3 separate regions of the Sus scrofa genome follow, and all the other regions are linked to region 2. The links are chromatin contacts, called in public HiChIP or PLAC-seq maps. All regions are on one chromosome and are shown on one strand. Each heading gives the region's core, a stretch centred on a gene start, on an enhancer-like site or on the middle of the called end of the contact. The rest is flanking DNA. Distances are from core to core; before and after follow the strand shown.

Region 1 (4,166 bases), core at 1,181-3,680, 190 kb before region 2:
TAAGGTAGTCAGAACCTTGCCTGGGGGGAATTTTCCTTAGATAATGTACCCACAGAACACCAGTCTCTTTTTAACCATCCCCAAATTTTCACAGGTAAAAGAAGATATAACATTAAACTATGGAAAACTTTCACAGACTGCTTTAACTGTTTACCGATAGCAGCCATCGTGGATGAGAAAATATTCTGCTGTCATGGAGGTATGTGGGCTGGTTTTAATTCCACAAAGGTTTTCATGTGAAGGGCATACACTTTACATTTACAAGTTGTCTTTGGAATGATTTCCTCTGTCAGGTTAACTCTCCTTTATTAATGTATTACACCATGGGTCCACTCTGGCATGTCCAGGATAATTTGGATACAAGTCTGGAGTAAGCAATTGACTTGTTACAGGGAGTTCAAGGCTCTGTAATAGTTTGATTTGAAAACAGCGCTGAAAGCATTTTTGAATATAAAATAAACAATATGCTATGCCATGGATCCTCTAAAATACTGAAAATGTGGATAGACTTTCCCTTGGTGTGTTTTTGATCCTCTTTTCAGAAATTTTTCTTAAATAACAGTTACTTTGCTCAGTGGTTGTCCTATGTATGATTAATTATAATAATTGCAAAGAGGATTTCTTTTCATCTGTGGTCAGAAATTAGACAACCATTAAAGAGTCACACAGTGTATTTTAATAAATCCATTATCCCTACCCTCCTTACATACTTAAACTGATTTTGGCAGAGGTGGGCATGTGATTTCAAACTCAGATGATAGCTACATCTGAGCTGGTCTAATAAATTTGAGGGTCCTTGAATAGCACAGATTTCCTAGAAGGCTACATCGCCTAGTGTCTGCATGCAGTCACTGCAAATGGTCAATAATAAAATCTAGAATGTACATTTTATCAATTGGAAAGGTGTTCAGAAAAGTAGTTTTTAAGTCACCGGATTTTAATTTTCTAGGGCTCTGTATGTTGAGATAGCTTTTCTTGTGCTGTTTAAACACAGTGTGCCCCACAAATTAGTCCATGTAATAATGCATGTCTAGTGCACTTTCTTTTTTTAACTAAAGCTAAGGAAGAAAACATTGCCAAAGATTCCGTGTAAGCCTTTGTTTTAAGAGTCACTGTAGACAGATGGAACTGTTAAAAGTGCTGACATCTTTTTTTTCAAGTTCTGTATATTTCACTTTTTTGTTTTTCATTTAACAGGTTTATCACCAGATCTTCAATCTATGGAGCAGATTCGGCGAATTATGCGACCAACTGATGTACCAGATCAAGGTCTTCTTTGTGATCTTTTGTGGTCTGACCCCGATAAAGATGTCTTAGGCTGGGGTGAAAATGACAGAGGAGTGTCCTTCACATTTGGTGCAGAAGTGGTTGCAAAATTTCTCCATAAGCATGATTTGGATCTTATATGTAGAGCCCATCAGGTATTGATTTTGAATTTTACATGTACACTTAAGAGCATGTGTGTGAGCACAGATTCTCCTTGTTGATTTTGGTGGGTAGGTATTGCTTATTTACAAAATGTCTCTGGAAGTGACCTACAGAATATCAGGCTCAACGGGAAACTGAAGAGTGGTTTTGCTCACCTAAAATTCTCACCTACTTATACTGAAAACGTTTTCTCTCCAAGGTGGTTGAAGATGGATATGAATTTTTTGCAAAGAGGCAGTTGGTCACTCTGTTTTCTGCGCCCAATTATTGTGGAGAGTTTGACAATGCAGGTGCCATGATGAGTGTGGACGAAACACTAATGTGTTCTTTTCAGGTAGAGGATGTTTTCCATGCTGTTTCCTTTTATTGTCTGAATTTTTTTTTTTTTTTTTTTTTTTTTAATGCTGTTTTTTGGAGTTCCTGTTGTAGCTCAGCAGTAGCAAGTATGGCTAGCATCTTCGAGAATGTGGGTTCAATCCCTGACCTTGCTCAGTGGGTCAGGAATCTGGCATTGCGGTGAGCTATGGTTTAGGTCACAGGCAAGGCTCAGATCCTATGTTGCTGCAGCTGTGGCGTAAGCTGGCAGCTGCAGCTCCCATTTGAACCCTAGGTGAGGAACTTCTATATGCCATGGGTATGGCCCTAATAAGGAAAAAAAAAAAATTCTTTCTGCCTACTAATTTATGTTGCGTGGAATGAATTTTTATTTTCCCTTACCTGTGTTTGTCCTAGTTTATTAATGAGTGAATCCCTTTTAAAGGAAATAAATTATTGTAGGACCTTCCCCCAGTTTTGAATTTAACTGTTTTTACATGATTTAGATAAATAGAAACCACAATGCATTTGTGCCTTATGCTTATTTCTGCCTCCTTTAAGTCTAAAACTACAATGTCAGTGTAACGTTCAGCCAGAATTAAATCACTGCTTGCCTGTGAAAGGAGTACTAACTGTCTTGTGCCAGATGTGCTGTGTGATTACTCAGTTCTCCCACCACTTTTCTCTAGTCTAATTTCTGTAAAACCTCTGTTGATTCACCATGACATCATTTGGCCTTTACTTGGCACAAAAGAATCATTTACACAAAGTCTGCTTCAGTCTTTTTCTCATTCATTTATTATGATTAAACTTGTATGACTTAATGCTAGCCTAGTTGTAAACAAAATAGCCACTGAAGTCATATGGCAGTCTTCAGTTAACTAAATTAAAATAAGTTGGTTGTTTTGTTTTAAATCAGCTATCAGGGAGAAGTTGCAGCTCCCAGAGATTGTGGCATAATCCCTTTGGGGTTTGAGAAACACTCTTCTAAACTTTCCCCCTTTGTGTCAGAAGAAATACCTAAAAGTCTGACTTTTAAAAATTGTCATTTTTTCCAGAAACAAAATAATTTGTCCAGATGATATGTATTAGCTGTTCATCAGAGCATTTATTACCAAAAATGTTTGTCAGTTTGGTTTGTGTTAATGTGCCAGTGGGCCTTTCAAAGTTGTTGAGGCGGTTTTAAACAAAAATCTTTATGAACCAAAGATTTGAGTGAAATGTAAGATTTAGGGTTGAATATATTTCCTAAAATGCATTGTCTTTTGAATCTTTGCAGATTTTAAAGCCTGCAGAGAAAAAGAAGCCGAATGCCACGAGACCTGTAACACCTCCAAGGGGTATGATCACAAAGCAAGCAAAGAAATAGATGTCATTTTGACATTGCCTAGTTGGGACTTGTAACATATAGTGTATAACCTTCATTTTTAAAACTGTAATGTGTATTGGTCAGCTTGCTCAAATAGTGTTTGTGGGGCCCCCCAGTTCCATTTTGACTTAATGAATGGTATTTGCTGGTTGTAACAGCAAATGAGAGACTCTCCCAAGGAAAAATGTTTTGTTTAATTCTCTGTTCTTTTACAAACAACTTTTAATGATGGTGTTAAAGCTGTACACCCCAGGAGAGTTTATCCTGTCTTGGGGAGTGAGTGTACATTTGATCTTTTTTTAATTCAGTACAGCCCATGAATAATGTAAATGTTCATTTTTCTCTAGGATTTAAAGAGAGCCCTAGGGTGCTCAATCTGTACATGTTATTGTCATAAGATGCATACTGTTGATGCAAACCACTGTGAAATTTTTTTTTTTTTCAAAGGGATTGCTTTTTTTTCTCATTGTCTTGTCCTGTACAAACTAGTTTTTATAGCTATAAACATTAGGAGTAACTTTCAACCTTGCCAGCATCACTGGTATGTATATTTAATTAAAGCACACTTTCCCCTACAGTATACTTAAAATGATGATTAAAGCCATTATTTTAAATGTTTGTGACTCTTTCCTAAAGCCAAAGTTTCTGTTGAAATATATATTGACACTCCCCTAAGTACAAGGTAGCATGGTTGTATACACATGCCTCCTTTGGGGATTCAAAAACAGGTTTTTGAGTTTGAATAGCAATTAGTAACATAGTGCTGTTTAAGCTATTAATGATTAAAGTTAATAACATTTTATACAATTTCCATATAGTCTATTCATTAAGTAATCTTTTTACAGTTACATCAGGCCTGAACCCGTCCATTCAGAAAGCTTCAAATTATAGAAACAATACTGTTCTATACGAGTGACCGATTATGCTTTCTTTGGCCTACATTCTTTATTCTGCGGTGAAGTTGAGGCTTATAAGTCAAAGCAAAGGAACTAACTTACTATCCACCAGTTTATACAGAACTCACAGTGTCTATGACTTTTTTAAACTAAGATCT
Region 2 (4,259 bases), core at 855-3,354:
GAGATTAGTTTTAAAAAAGACTATGGCTTCCATAATAGGATACTGCCCCTTCCCCCTCTCTCTCTCTCTCTCTCTCTCTCTCTCTCTCTCTCTCTCTCTCTCTCTCTCTCTCGCTACCCCCAACCCCTGGCCCAGATTACCAGTTGCTATGTTGTGAGGACAAATGAGGTAGCCTACAGAGAGGCCTACATGGTAAGGAAATGAGGGCTACAAGCAGCCATGGGAGAGAGCTTGGAAGCTGACCTTCTGAGGCCTTCCAACAGCCAGATCAGTGAGCCTGAGAGTGAATTTCCCCAAGTTCAGTCTTCAGATGAGACCACAGCCCTGGATGATGGCTTAACTTCAACCTCATGAGAAACCTTGGGCTAAAAGCACCCAGCTAAGCCACACTTATTATTTTGAAGTAATAAATGTCTGGTTATTTCTAAAGCTTTAAGCTATGGGACAATTTACTCCACAGAAACAGGAACTAATACACTATCCTATGCACTACTAACAGCATTGTTTGTGAGGGCAAAAAGCTGGAAACTACCAACTTTTCTACTAATAGGGTGATGGGTAACTAAATTACATTTCAGTCACACAATGAAAAATTATATAATCATTAAAAAGAATAAGATGGACACAGAAACTAAAAAAGCAAATTGCCAGACAAGAATAGTAGTAGGACATTTTCTTTTTAAAAAGTATGTATGTGTCTAGTATGTGATATAAATTTGAGAGAGAGGGAGAAAGAAAAAAAAAAGATATCCATAGCTACAGAGAGAGAGAAAGTTATAGAGAGACTGGCTATAAACAGAAAATGCAGAAGGATATATACCAACTTGTTATGAGGTGTTACTCTGTCAAGTAGGATATACACAGCAAGTAGATGAGAAAGACTTTCATTTTTCATTTTTGCACTCTTCCGCAAATTTTACGTATATTGCAAGGAACACACATACTTTCTCGTAATTTAAAAAACAATAAGGATAAAAGATCTTTTGGCTCACAAAGTAATTACTGTTAAATGTTTAATGCTACAGCTTAACTGAAAAATCGAGTACCTTTCACTGACAAATATGTTTCACTCCTTCTCTAGGAAAAAAAAAAACAGAAATAGGGATAAAAATCACTTCACATAAAAAATGTTAAAATATCCTTGGGCTATGTGTGTTAAGACTCAGAGAGAAGGCAGTATATTAATTCAAAATATTATTAGCTCATATATTTTTCTCTTAATGACTTAATGTAAAAAGCCACTGATGGGGTATTTCTAGAACTTTCTTGACCACTAAAGTATAATTTCTACCATTAGTCATTATTTACTATTATCTTTCTTAAGGCTTCCTCTTGATCCTGTAAGGTGATTTCTGTAAGTCCATTGTTAGGTTAAATATATATATATTTATATATATATTCATATGTCTTATATATATATATTCATGTATCTTATATATATATATTTAATGTTAGAAATACACACACACATACATATGACTGAGTTTAAAGTTCTAGAGCATTAATTCTTTACTCTGTGACCAGACTATATTCAGAAGAATAAAAATAAGCAAAAGAGAGCTCATTACCTTGGTTGAATCACTAGCATATTAGTACACATGTTCTTTTCAAAAATAACTTGCAAAGGCTGACTTTCTTGAAAACACACATTATGAATTCTTTTAATACCTTAAAAATAATAAGGAAATACATTAATAATTTCAAGTGCAAAATTAACAGATGTTTAAAAGGCTTTAAATTTCACAGCCATATAAAAATAGTAAAATTAAAGTAATATTCAATAGTTGGCAGGTACACATAGCTTACCAGAAGCACTATTCCTTAATGAATGTATTTATCGCTCCCTAGTGGACACCATGTAACATGTCACACCCTCTGACCAATCAGGTAGCAGAGCTCCCACTTCTTTTCAGGGAATTTCTTATATTGCGTGTAAAACAGTAAATACCCACTGCAGATCATATATGTATGATTCTCCTTCAGTATTTTTCATCCAAGACTGATATTTCTGGATGGAACCTCTGAAAGTAAAACCTGATCATTGGGTTCTTTTCCTCTGAGAGGAGGAAGAGAGGAGTGTGTAGCAACAACAGCTATGGCCCAATGTCCTGCAGTAGAAACTGCAGCACACATTGCACATGCAGTACCTCTGATCCTCACAATATCCCTGTGGAGTAGGTACTTAATATCAAAAGATGAAGCTATAGTTCTAGAGCTCTGTTAAGTGCTGTGCTATGCTGTTTTAACAAGTATGGCTAGATTTTGAATCTAAGTTTGTTTTTTCTCTTTTTTTTTAGCCATATTGGTGGCATGTTGAACCTGTGCCACAGCAGTGACCTGAGCTGCTGCAATGACAATGCTAAATCCTTAACCTGCTGCGCGCTACAAAGGAAATCCTCTCTCTCTTTTTTAAATTTTATGAATCTAAGTTGTATTTTGCTTTGTTTTGCTTTTTAGGGCCACACCTCTGGCATATGGAAGTTCCCAGGCTAGGGGTGGAATTGGAACTGCAGCTGCTGGCCTATGCCACAGCCACAGCAACTTGGGTCTGAGCCACATCTGTGACCTACACCACAGCTCAAGGCAACGCTGGATCCTTAACCCACTGATCGAGGCCAGGGATCAAACCCACAATCTCATGGATACTAGTTGGGTTCATAACCCTCTGAGCCACAACGGGAACTCCTCTGAATCTAAGTTTGAACATAAAGCCCATGAAATAAAATTCAGGTAGGCTATAACTTTCTACAGCATAATAATGTTACCATGAGAAGCAAAAGGATTCACTATAAATATTTCTCAACTTATTTTTAACTGAATTAATAAAAACAGCAACATTTATTATTTTCATAAATATTTACTGAGCACTTGCTGTGTACAAGGCTGATCAGCTGGCTTTTGCTGGATAACAAACCACATCAAAAATTTAGTGGTTCAAAATAACAAACATTTGTTATTTCTCACGATTGAGTGGCTCCTCTGGTGAAGGCTGGCTTAACTGTGGCTGGATCATTTTGAATGGCCTCACTTTCACATCTGGGGCCTCAAAGTTGGGACAACCGGAACAGCAGGATGGCTGGGGCCTTTCACCACCTGGTCTGCAATCTTCCAGGAGTCTACACTTTGCTGTGCTTATTTTCAGGCCGATGGAAACATTCTTAGTTTAAGAGTAGAAGCTGACATACTTTTCTTTTTTTTTCCTGCTTTTTAGGGACATACTTGGGGCATATGGAAGTTCCTGGGATAGGGGTCAAACTGGAGCTACAGTTGCCAGCCTATGCCACAGCCATAGCAACACTGGATCCGAGCCACATCTGTACCTATGCTGCAGCCTGCAGCAACACTGGATCCTTAACCTACTGAAAGAGGCCAGGGATCGAACCCTCATCCTCATGGATACTAGTCGGGTTCTTAACCTGCTGAGCTACAACAGGAACTACTGACAGGTCTCTGGAGGCCTAGGCTTGGAACCCACATAATATCACTTCTAATGCATTCTATTGATATCAAAGCAAGTCCAAGTCCAGCTGAGAGTTGGGGAAGTACTTCAGCTTTCAAAGGGAGGGCCTGCAAATAATTTATAAGTATTTTTCTGTAACCTACCATACAGGGACTACTTTTGGAGCTGTGGACTAGCGAAGAACAAATCAGACAAAAATCTCCAACCTCACAGAGCTTACATTCTAGTGAGGGGAGACAAACAATAAGAAAATAGGAAGTAGGGAGGCCCCCTGTGGCACAATAGGTTAAGGATCTGGTGTTGTCACTGCAGCACCAGGTTGCTGCTGTGACAGAGATTTGATCCCAGTCCTGGGAACTTCCACATGCTGCAGGTGTGGCCAAACAACAACAAAAACAAAAAACAGATTAAGTAAAGAGAATGCTTACTGTAGGCCAAACATTCTCTGATATAAACTGTACAAATGTTTTCTTAGATCAGTTACTCAAATTATGTTATTCAAATGTTTCTCAATGCCTTTAAATTCACTGTTTTGAGAGTTTAAAGTCATTAGCACATCTGCAGAATGCCTTTTTACAAAACCTCAAAACCTTGAAGTAGGAATCCTGTCCTTTTTTTTTTTTTTTGTCTTTTCTAGGGCCGTACCGTGGCACATGGAGGTTCCCAGGCTAGGAGTCTAATTGGAGCTGTAGCCACCGGCCTACACCACAGCTCACCTCAACGCCAGATCCTTAACCCACTGAGCGAAGCCAGGGATCAAATCTGAAACCTCATGGGTCCTAGCTGGATTCACGACGGG
Region 3 (4,277 bases), core at 1,199-3,698, 140 kb before region 2:
TGTGGGAAAGCCAGATGTCCTAACCTCCCCAGTGTTTTCTCATGGAGCTAGACTGCTGTCACTGTCATATACAGGTTCCCACAGGGACCTGGGTCTGTTGGGGGCTCTCCTTTCCTATTACGCTGATCATATGGCCTATTTTTATACCTGAAGGTTGAACTTTAGAAAAAAATTTGATATCTGATAGGGTAGGTTGGTCAAAGCGGTGGGGGGATTATTCACTTTTTCGCTCTGAAGGCATGAATCTTTAAACAGCTGTCCCTAATATATTTAAAACAGCACTGGCTGAACTTAGGAGAACGTGGTGAACTTGCTGCTCACCTTTCCAGGACTGATCGGTGACATGGAAGGTGGGGAGGGTGGCTTTGCTTCTCAGGGAAATGCTGGGTTACTTTTACTTTTGCCCTCCCCTCGCCCTGCCCTGCCCGCTCTCACCTCTGGGTTTTTAGGTAGCCTCTGAACCTTGGGCCGCTCTTCTGGTATTTACACGGGCCTGTGGTGGGTGTTTTTGCAACTGGGCAGCAGTACCTATGCTGTTGGTTACTGCCAGCTAGGCCACAGTGACAAGCCTGACAGGGCCTGGGGCTTCCTGTTGCCTCACCAGCCCTGAGATCCCGGGCTCCAAAAATAAACACACGAGAAACCACTGTGACCTCACGGTCTGTGCTTGCACGGCGGGTGCTCTGAGCACCCAGACTGCCTTTGCCCCTGTGGCCCTTGGGGGCCCTGCTCCCCACCCCCCACCCCCGCCCCCGCCCCCGCCCCAGAGGGACGGCTAGGCTGCTCAAGCGCTCACCTCTTTCCCCTCCCTTCAGGCAGTCACCCGCAGGGCCAAGGTGGCTCCTGCCGAGAGGATGAGCAAGTTCTTGAAGCATTTCACTGTTGTGGGGGACGACTACCATGCCTGGAACATCAATTACAAGAAGTGGGAGAATGAAGAGGAGGAGGAGGAGGAGGAGCAGCCGCCGCCGCAAACGCCGGCCTCGGGCGAGGAGGGCAGAGCCACTGACCCGGCTGCAGCCCCTGTCCCTCTGCCCAGGCCCCGCCTAGACTTCAGGAGCACTTTGAGGAAGCTCTTCAGCGCCCACAGGTTTCAGGTAGGTGGGCGGGCAGAGGCCCAAGGTGCCCAGGGTGGGGCAGAGCTGGCAGCAAGAGTCACGAGGGCAGGGTGGGGGCCCATCTCTGGCAACAGCTCATTCCATTCTGTGGACCACGTGCCCCATCCAGCACTGGGTACACCAGGCAGGTCCAGTGCTATCAGGGGTAAAATAAATCCTGATACCAAAGTCAGGGTACATCCACTGACAGATGGCTACACAGAATGTGACCTATCCATCCTCAGCTGGAAAAAGGAGTGAAGCACTGACACAGGCCACAACGTGGATGAACCTTGACCACATGATACTCAGTGGAAGAACCCGGACACATAGGCCCCATATCTTATAATTCCATTTATATGCAGTGTCTAGAATAACATAAATCCAGAGACAGCAAGATTGGAGGGAGGGAGGAAGTGGGAGTGACTGCTTCTTGGATACGAGTCTCCATTTGGGGTAATGAAAATGTTCTGAAACTAGACAGAGGTCATGGTTGCACATGCTCGGGAATGTGCTTGATGCCTCTGAACTTTATGCCAACTGTAAAATAGCTAAAATGGTAGGTTTATGCGTGATTGACCACACGCACACAAGGTAAATTAAAGGGTTAACACTGGGGGCAGATAAAACATTCCCACATTCCTTCAGCAAACATGGAAGGCTGGCCCTGGGTTGAGCAAGGCCATGAGGGTCCCATGCCTCACAAACTCATTGCCACTGGGGTCGGGAGGCAGTTTCTTCACTTGTGAAGTGATGCCAAAGATACCTGCCTGGCTCGACCCACCACCCACCTCCAGGTGTGGTTACGGGGAGAGCCTGGGAGGAAAACACGGGCTGCAGAGAAGAGCAAAGGGAAAGGAACTTGTTACAGGGTTCAGGGCTGTCCTGACGTCTTCCAACTATGAAGGACAAGTGCGGGTGGGGTCCAGCCCCAAGAGAAGCAAGCAGGTGTCTGGAAGCACATTCCGGGTCCCAGGAGAAAGCAGGGGGCTCAGGAGCCTCATGACGCACACAGCTCCTTGTCAGCCCTGTCCCTGAACAGAGCCATTTGGGGCTCTTGCTTCAGGCATTCCCCTCAACCGCAGTAATCCAACCCCTCCCTAAAGCCAAAGTTCTTTCTGGAGGCAGAGAGAAACAGCCCTCATCTCTCCCATCACGGACTTCATTCCAGGGTAAAATAGAAAAGGAAGTGATTTGGGTCTTTTTTTTTTTCCACTCTCATGTGGCTTAGAGAAAAAAGCAGGCCAGACAGCCCAGCACTGCTGGCAGCTCAGCGCTTCCCTCTGTGGCTCTGACGGGAGAGGAAACATGGTATTAAGTTGTTGGGGTTGAAATCCCAAACCCTCAATTCCGGGAGCAGAAGGAAGGAGCCAGCTTCCTTCCAGCTGCCAGGGGGAGTCCTTGCGCGGTCCCTCCTCTCCTAACTGGGCCACGTGGCTCAGGGGGAAGCAGAGTAGAGCTGTTTATTCATTCTCCCAACAGTCAGATCTTAGCACCTGCGGTGCACGGGGCCTACAGCAGCCAGCGGAATGGGTGCGTCCCTCCCTTGCTCAATGCTCTGCAGAGGCGGGCGGTTGTAAGTGGAGGGAAGCCTCTGCAGGGACACTAAAGGGGGCACTGAGAGGCCCTGGGAGTGGGGGAGACCTGATCTAGGACATGTGACGACAGTGGAGGTGACATCTCACCTGACACCTGAAGGTCGGGCAGAGGTGAGCTCTGTGGGTGGCAGGGGAGGAGCCTCCCAGGCTGAGGGAGGAAAGGGTCTTCAGCATTCGAGGAGCTGAGAAGGGTCTGCAAGGCTTGTGTGTATCCCCTGGAAGGATGGGGGCAACAGGACCAGATTTGTAGAGGGGCTCAGAGTGGAAGCAGGGAGGCCACCTTGGAGGAGGAGATAAGGATTCAAGGGTTTGATCTCTGCCAATAGAACCGTGTATAAGGAGATTCTGGAATCCCTTTCTTGGACGCAGTCTCCTCCTGTTCCTATGGTTTGAGGTGGTCTCAGTGACATGATATATAGTTAACTGTTGTCACTCCTAACACAGGGGAGAGAATTCGGGGTGAGTCAGGCGTCCATGGAAACCACGGATGGACAGGGAAGCTGGGCCAGGGGAGGGTGGCCTGGAAAGTCAGGTGTGTCCCTTTTATTATCTGCTCACTCAGGCTGGGCCCTCAGCTCACACATGATGTCATGCACTGCTCCCATTGTCACTCTGGGGTGGAAAAGGAAGCTACGGCCAAGGTCCAGGCTAACGGGTGAGCTAGAGCCGCCCCACAGCCCATGCTCTGCTCCACTGCGTTCTGCCAGGCATGCCCGTCTTCCAGGTGAGGATTTGGAATTAACTGGCTTTCCCAAGTTCTTAGCATTTTTCTTTGTGACGTGGCTCTCCTGGAACTACAAGGGCCTTGTGAACTGGCAAATTTGGGGCCTTAGGGGTTCATAGAGGCTGGGGCCGGGACTCAGGCATTGTAGTTTTGGGACCTTGGGTCTGTCTCTCTCTCACTTTTTAAAATTGAGGTGAAGAGTTCCCACTGCGGTGCAGTGGGATCAGCAGCATCTCTGCAGGCTAGGATGTGGGTTCGATCCCTGCCTGGAACAGTGAGTAGGGTTAAGGATCCTGCAGTTGTTGCAACTGTGGTTTGGATCCGATCCCTTTCTGAGGAATTCCATATGCCTTGGGGCAGCCAAAAAAGAAAAAAAAAAAATTGAGGTGAGATTCACATACAATTTAATCATTTTATTTATTTGTTAGCACCTGTGGCACACGTAAGTTGCCAGGCCAGGGATTGAACCCTAGCCGCTGCAGTGGCAACGCCAGATCCTTAAACCACAGAGCCACATGGGAACTCCAAAATTTAATCATTTTAAAGTGAATGATTCAGTGGCATTTATTTAGCACATTCACAATGTTGTGTAACCGTCACCACTAGTTCCAGAACATCTCCATCACCTCAAAAGGAAATTCAGTATTTCTGTGAGACAGTAACTCCTGGCCCCAAACAAACATTAATCTACTCTCTGTTTCTGTATGTTTGCCCATTCTGGACATTTCGCATAAGTGGAATCATATACGTGGTCTTTTGTGTTTGGCGTCTTTCACTTAGCATAATGTTTTCTAGGTTCATTCACATTGTGGCCTGTGTCAGTGCTTCATTCCTTTTTTATGGCTGAATATTCAGTCT

What was found. HiChIP or PLAC-seq counts read pairs in DNA pulled down with a chosen protein or histone mark.
Region 1: a contact with region 2 is called in an H3K27ac HiChIP or PLAC-seq map of alveolar macrophages. The contact joins two enhancer-like sites. A contact is called at or near these places in 1 of 47 Hi-C or Micro-C datasets (skeletal muscle) and 2 of 2 datasets of contacts at active chromatin or transcription factors (alveolar macrophages and skeletal muscle).
Region 3: a contact with region 2 is called in an H3K27ac HiChIP or PLAC-seq map of alveolar macrophages. The contact joins two enhancer-like sites. A contact is called at or near these places in 1 of 47 Hi-C or Micro-C datasets (liver) and 1 of 2 datasets of contacts at active chromatin or transcription factors (alveolar macrophages).

What each region holds. Positions count from the first base shown.
Region 1 is chr14:32,070,730-32,074,895 of Sscrofa11.1, reverse strand. PPP1CC (protein phosphatase 1 catalytic subunit gamma) reads left to right here. Exons shown (of 7, transcript NM_001044560.1): 4 at 95-199; 5 at 1,198-1,421; 6 at 1,628-1,762; 7 at 3,023-3,424. The coding sequence ends at 3,112. Among named protein-coding and RNA genes, the nearest start is that of PPP1CC, 18 kb to the left of the region's middle. Within about 2 kb of position 2,430, at least 3 of the 83 cell types and tissues checked have an H3K27ac peak or open chromatin away from gene starts, as enhancers often do. A contact at or near this core is called in alveolar macrophages, where this site is marked.
Region 2 is chr14:31,879,411-31,883,669 of Sscrofa11.1, reverse strand. RAD9B (cell cycle checkpoint control protein RAD9B) reads right to left here. Exons shown (of 11, transcript XM_013982863.2): 5 at 1,569-1,668. Among named protein-coding and RNA genes, the nearest start is that of VPS29, 12 kb to the right of the region's middle. Within about 2 kb of position 2,104, at least 3 of the 83 cell types and tissues checked have an H3K27ac peak or open chromatin away from gene starts, as enhancers often do. A contact at or near this core is called in alveolar macrophages, where this site is marked.
Region 3 is chr14:32,017,707-32,021,983 of Sscrofa11.1, reverse strand. It overlaps HVCN1 (voltage-gated hydrogen channel 1), which reads left to right. Exons shown (of 8, transcript XM_021074359.1): 5 at 816-1,097. Among named protein-coding and RNA genes, the nearest start is that of HVCN1, 24 kb to the left of the region's middle. Within about 2 kb of position 2,448, at least 27 of the 83 cell types and tissues checked have an H3K27ac peak or open chromatin away from gene starts, as enhancers often do. A contact at or near this core is called in alveolar macrophages, where this site is marked.